Linked DNA regions of Mus musculus: region 1 is linked to region 2. A link is a contact called in public HiChIP or PLAC-seq data. All regions are on one chromosome and are shown on one strand. The core of a region is the stretch at or near the end of the contact, and the rest is flanking DNA. Distances in the headings are between cores, read along the strand shown.

The links. HiChIP or PLAC-seq counts read pairs in DNA pulled down with a chosen protein or histone mark.
Region 1: an H3K4me3 HiChIP or PLAC-seq map of the SCID.adh cell line shows a contact between it and region 2, with 21 read pairs. The contact joins two enhancer-like sites. A contact is called at or near these places in 1 of 15 datasets of contacts at CTCF or cohesin (CD8 T cells), 4 of 484 Hi-C or Micro-C datasets (cerebellum, double positive thymocytes, embryonic stem cells and 1 more) and 1 of 115 datasets of contacts at active chromatin or transcription factors (the SCID.adh cell line).

The regions. Positions count from the first base shown.
Region 1 is chr8:116,586,476-116,589,772 of GRCm38.p6, forward strand. Cdyl2 (chromodomain protein, Y chromosome-like 2) reads right to left here. Exons shown (of 7, transcript NM_029441.3): 4 at 2,775-2,947. Among named protein-coding and RNA genes, the nearest start is that of Gm31367, 18 kb to the right of the region's middle. Within about 2 kb of position 1,621, at least 98 of the 459 cell types and tissues checked have an H3K27ac peak or open chromatin away from gene starts, as enhancers often do. A contact at or near this core is called in the SCID.adh cell line, where this site is marked.
Region 2 is chr8:116,479,358-116,482,234 of GRCm38.p6, forward strand. No RefSeq gene overlaps it. Among named protein-coding and RNA genes, the nearest start is that of Dynlrb2, 24 kb to the right of the region's middle. Within about 2 kb of position 1,459, at least 2 of the 459 cell types and tissues checked have an H3K27ac peak or open chromatin away from gene starts, as enhancers often do. A contact at or near this core is called in the SCID.adh cell line, where this site is marked.

The DNA.
Region 1 (3,297 bases), core at 371-2,870, 110 kb after region 2:
TCCCTCACTAACAGCCAGATCTTAGACAAGCTGCCTGGGCTCTAGAGATTCGTTTTTCTCCCTCTATACAATAGGAAGGCCAATGCCGGGTACTCATGTTGATAAATGAGAATTCAACAAGAGTAGCAAGTGCCCAGCATATGAGGAATAATGGGTCAGGCTTCTATGACCAGGCCTCTGTTTCTATATGCAGCTCTCATCTAATTCATGGTAGTCTGTGGTCCATTCTTCTATCCCAGAGAAAATTCAAGCAAAATGCTACCACTGGGGACGTCACTGTGTCGCCTGAAGCAATTGTTACTTCCCTTGTGACCCTGGCACTCATTCCCTTTAACCAGAGCCAGGACAGCTAGAGCTATGCCAGGCTGTCCAGGGTCTACGAGCACCAGACCACACATGGCAACTGTCATCTGAAGCTCAGAAAGATCTCTAAAAGCCTACTCCACAGTTGTGGCTGGCAGAACGGCAGTCCCAAACATAAAGGTAATAACTTGTGTTTGTGGTGTGTGTGTGTGTGTGTGTCTGTGTGTGTGTGCCCGTGTATGCTCTAGTGAAGGATGGGATGAGCCCAGAAGGTCGGGGGCATTCTGAGTGTTAATGCCTTCCTTAAAAACTTAAGGCTTCTATGACAGTGACCACAAACCGTGGTTCAAAACAACAGAAGTTTATTCTGTAGTGCACTTGGAGACAAGAAGTCCACATTCCAGGTCCTGGTCTACTCTGAGTACTGAGGCAGGAGCTTTCCAGAGCTCCCCCCTCACCTGCTGATGGTGCCAGCCTTCTTGGGTGCTCCATGGCTGGCAGCTGCTTTACTTGAGTCTCTGTCACATCCCCTTTCCTATTTCACGTGTCACGCCTTTTCCTGTGTCACTCCCAGCCACATACCATCACCTCCCACTTAGAGGCTACTTCAGGTCCATTCTCCATTCCATTAAGAATTAACTCAGCTTCATGGATTGAATAGATTAGGAAGTGTTTTCTATCTCTCTGAGGACAAGAAGTCCAAGTGCTAGTTAGCTCTTCCTGCATGAAGGAGAACCCTGGGCTGGATCTTAAATGTTTGCCTGGGCTGGAGATACCACAAGCACCTGTAGTGGGATCGGTAACCAGGTGCAGACTGTGGGCTAGGCTTTCTAGGGTCACGGTGGGTTCTTCGGTCCCTGGGGTATGCTCTGGTGGCCCCGTCGATAAAGAGGGAATCAGTCTAGTGCCTTTGCTGCTCTTTCAACTCATGCAAAGCCAGCACTGAGAAGACACAGCTGAGCTCAAACAAGGCAGAAACTGCAGGGTTCACAGGCAGGAGCTGGCTGCGCCCTGAAAACAGGAAGTGACGTCAACACCCCCCTCTCCCCGCAGGAAGGGGTCCAGGCTTCTTAGTTCTCTCCTGAGGAGGAGGATGCTGCATGGGGAAGCACACAGGCATTCCTGAGCAACACTTCATACAAAGTCGGGCCTGGAATTCACACAAAGGAACGTCCTCGCGCTATCCACCGCATCCTCTGATTCCCTGAGTGACCGCACGGAAGTCAGCCTCTGCTGGAACCATCCACAGGACTGAGAGACCCTGAGCAGTCGGCAGCCTGAGGCTCCGAGACTCCGCGTGGAGTAAACATCCCTGGTCTTGAGACCATGGGCTGTGACTCAGCTGTGTCTCATCCCTTGAGGAAGGCACAAGGGCAAGTCTCCCAGAGAGAGGCTCATGAGTGGCCTCTATCAAGCAGCTAAATGACCTGGCTGGAGAGTTCATTCATTTGCTTTTGTTATGAATAAGTGGGAGGGGCTAGGGAAACAGCTCAGTGGGTTTAAAAAAAAAGTGCTAGCTTTACAAGCATGGGGACCCATGTGTTTTAAAAAAAAAAAAAAAAGGCAGAGCTTTTTTGGCAGATGCTTGCTTGTAATCCCAGAGCTGGGGAGGTGGTGACAGGTGGGGCTGGGGCTCACTGGCCAGTCAGCTTAGCCTGCTGGGCAAGTACTGGGCCAGTGAGAGACCGTGGCAGCGCCTGAGAAAGAACATCTGAGGTTGACCTCTGACCACTGTGCATGCACACATGTACCCACACATATACACGTGCACCTACCTACACACATGAAAATGAAATAACAAATAGACAATTATCCTGTGTTTAAGACCTCACACATCTGACCCACAGACTTTGAAAGGGGCACTCTAGACCCACCCTGTCTACCAATGCCATAGATGTATATATAGTATCTTCACTCTCTCCCTAGTAATTGAGTCACATCAGGTCCAGGACACAGAAATGGCTACATAATCAAAGACCATACTACCAGGCAGAAGGTGGAATCAGAAAGTATCACAGGCATTGCCAATGCAGGCCATAATGGGAAAAATAGGTATGTCTTTTTAAAAAAACAAAAAACAAAAAGGGGAGGCGGGCATGAAATGCAACCTATGGAGAGCAAAGCCTGCCATGGGGCCACAGACAAAACGTCGGCTGGCCAGCTCGTGTCCACAGTTCAGAGATGGAAACGGAGCTGAACGGTAGAACATTTATTTGTCCAACATGTACAAGACCCTGGGTTTGATCCCTGGCATCAAAAAGAGTCAAACTTCAGATAAATCAACGGTAATTTTAAAATGTAAGTATGTCCTGGTGTCCTAAATGGTGCCGAGGATATACTCACACTAAAAATAAAATCGCACATTGTTTGATGTACGTTTACAGCTGGGCAGCCTGTACTTTTAACTGGCTAAATTTGGTCACCGTTGGCAGGCTCCCCAAAGCGTTCATTCAGAGAGAGGTCGGACTCACCTGATAGCTTCTGCGATTCGAGTGCTCTCCTTTCTCCGGTCGCTGGACAGCCGGCCGATCAGGTAGGAATAGTCTAGTCCGCTGCAGAACACACTGCCCACGGCACTGAGCAGCAGTAGCTTGCTGTCATCTGTGGCCGCGTTGCACAGGGCTCGCCGGACTTCCTTCATGATCTGCAGGCAGAGGTGAGTTCGCAGAGCTTTGAATGTCTGAGAGACTTCCCCTGAATGGAAGCACACGTCCATCCCCGGGGAAAGAAACTTCACTGAACCAAAACCTTCCCACACCACCCTCAGTGAAAGCGGAAGGATCAACATGGAAGTCCTGGGAGCCTGGTGTGAACTTGATCTGTCTCTATGAACTTCTGTTAGCCAACTTTAGGTTATTTGCTGGTTGAACCCCTTAAAAAGCATGGGAAAGTGGTCCTCTGCACAGCGTTGGTGAGCTATATAAGCCTCTAGTTGTCTCAGTTAAAATTTTCTCTTGTTTTATCTCCCTAGACCCTTGCAGGGGTCATAGGTGG
Region 2 (2,877 bases), core at 209-2,708:
TGTACCAGCTTGCAGTCCCACCAACAATGGAGGAGTGTTCCTCTTTCTCCATATCCTCACCAGCATCTGCTATTACCTGACTTTTTTATCTTAGCCATTCTGACTGGTGTGAGGTGGAATCTCAGGGTTGTTTCGATCTGCATTTCCCTGGGATCCATCCCATATGCAGTTACCAAACCCAGACACTATTGTGGATGCCAACAAGTGCTTGCTGACAGGAGCCTGATATAGCTGTCTCCTGAGAGGCTCTGCCAGTGCCTGACAACTATAGAGGTGGATGTTCTCAGCCAACCATTGGACTGAGCACAGGGTCCCCAATGGAGGAGCTAGAGAAAGGACCTGAGGAGCTGAAGGAGTTTGCAGCCCCATAGGAGGAACAATAATATGAACTAACCAGTATCTCCAGAGTTACCAGGGACTAAACCACCAACCAAAAAGTACACATGGAGGGACCCATGGCTCCAGCCACATATGTAGCAGAGGATGGCCTTGACAGACATCAACGGGAGGAGGCTAGATGCCCCAGTGTAGAGGAATGCCAGGGCAGGGAGTGGGTGGGTGGTGAGCAGTGGAGTAGGGAAATGGGATAGAGGGGTTTTCAGAGGGGAAATGAGGAAAGGGGATAACATTTGAAATGTAAGTAAAGAAAATATCCAATAAAAAATAGATCTTATTTTTTATAGGCAGAACCATAGCCATATGCCTGGAACCCCAGCAGAGTGGAGGCCAGCAGATCTGGGAAATCCACTGACTGCCCAGCCTAGGTGATAAGTGGGCTCCAGGTTCAGTGAGAACCTCTCTGGAAACGGGGGGGGGGGGGGATGTAGAGAACTGATCAAAGAGCTACAAATTACTTTGTTTTGAAAATCACAACAGATGCTGCCTTCAAATAAACTCTGCACAAAGCTTTGGTTGTGTGGTCATGCTAAGCCAATGCGTCTCAACCTGTGGGTCACAACTCCTCTGGGTGAATGACTCTTTCACGGGTGTTACCTAAGACCATCAGAAAGTGCAGATATTTGCATTACATCTCATAACAGTAGCAAAATTATACTTATGAAGTAGCAGCGAAGTAATTTTATTGGTCGGGGGTCACTACCACATAAGGAACTGTATTAAAGGGTCACAGCATTGAGAAGGTTGAGACCCACAGGTTCCCATAGAGGGTTTTTGTCACTGCTGTATCTCCATGGTCCCATTCTTTCCCTACTCCCTCACGAGCTTCTTGAGACCAGAGTCTGTGTCATCCTCACGTCTCCAGTGGCTACACAAACAGGGGCTTGTTTGGAGAGAACTCAAGTAAAGGAAAGGCAAATTAGAGGACACTGAGGTGGTTTCTCCGCGCAGTGAAGTTTCATTAAGCTGGCGAGGATATCCCCGTGTGGCAGGTAGCCTGGAGGAGCGCTAATGACCACCAGTGCTGACACCAACGGCAGGAGCAGGAGAAAGCCCACCCTCCAATACATCGTGTCCTACCCACAAGAGAACGGCCCCTCAGCTTCCCATCCTAAGCTACGTAAGCCGCAGGCCTTAATCGTGAATCTAAGATAGATGCCAGAAACGCGGCCCTCCAAAACTGCAGGCACAAAAATACGATCCAAGTACGTAAAAGAAGTTTGAATTTGAACCAACTCCAAGGGCTTAAGTTGGGCGCTTGGTCCCTAGCTGATAGTTCTGTTTGGGGAGGTTGAGCCTTGCTGACAAGCCTTGACCACTAGGTGGTAGCCTTGAGCATTAGAGCCTCTGGCTTCTGATCCTACTCGCTTGCTTCTGTCCTGATTAATTCTAATGTGAACAAGCTGGGGCTGGAGAGAGATCGCTCAGTGGTTAGAGGCACTTACTGCTCATTCAGAGAACCTGAGTTCAAAGCCCAGTACCCTAATTAGGTGGTTCACAACAGCCTCTAACTCCAGCTTCACACCCACAGGAGATCTAAAAACCTCTTCTGAACTCCACAGAACCTATATATCTGTGGATAATACCCCTACACACACACACACACACACACACACACACACAATTATAATATTAATAATAATATCTTAAAAGTTTATCTTAAAAATTATTTGGATTTGGGAGGGTTATGATTCCAGTTCAGAAGTTAATAATCAACAGAACAAAATTTAATATCTATATTGTTGGCCTTTATGAATATTATCGAACCTCCCCTGCTCCAGATGCTGATTGGGTGGCAGAGACACACCGAGTCCCTGCCCAGTTCTCTTGGAGCCTTTCATTCCTTAAAGAGAGCTGCAGAACTAATTCTGGGTGCACTGACAGTGAGGAAGGATTAGAGAGAATTCAACAAACACAAACAACCTCGAAATGCAAAGCATGCTGGGAGCCACCAAACCCAAGAAGTAATCTCATAGGAGGAAAGGGAAAGGAATGTGTCTGCACTCCCCATAACAACTGGAACTCTGCCCATCTGAATGCATCCAGCACTATGTCCCTTTATTTCTTAGTGGTCACTATGGACCCAAAGCTCATTACGCAAGGATACAGTGGCATTATTTGTAGAAAAAAATACTCTAGATAATCAACTTAGATTTGTAGTTTCCAACAGGGTACTTCTACACAGTATGCAATTTGAAAGTTTATATATGCATACACATAATTAATATTAGTATGAACCTGTATACAAAAAAATATGATTGTGGGTAAATGAAATCTAGGATGCATAAAATGTAAGGGAAGCCAGGCTCAGGCAGACAGAGAGAGTATATCTAGACAAACATACAAACTGACCAGCGTGGTTACCTTGGAGGGGCAGAGAGAGAGGGTCTGGAGTCACAGAGGGCCTCAGGAGAGGGAGGGACACATTTTCCAGTCACTGCACTGATAGTGGAAATGCATGTGTTAAAGGAAACTGATCAA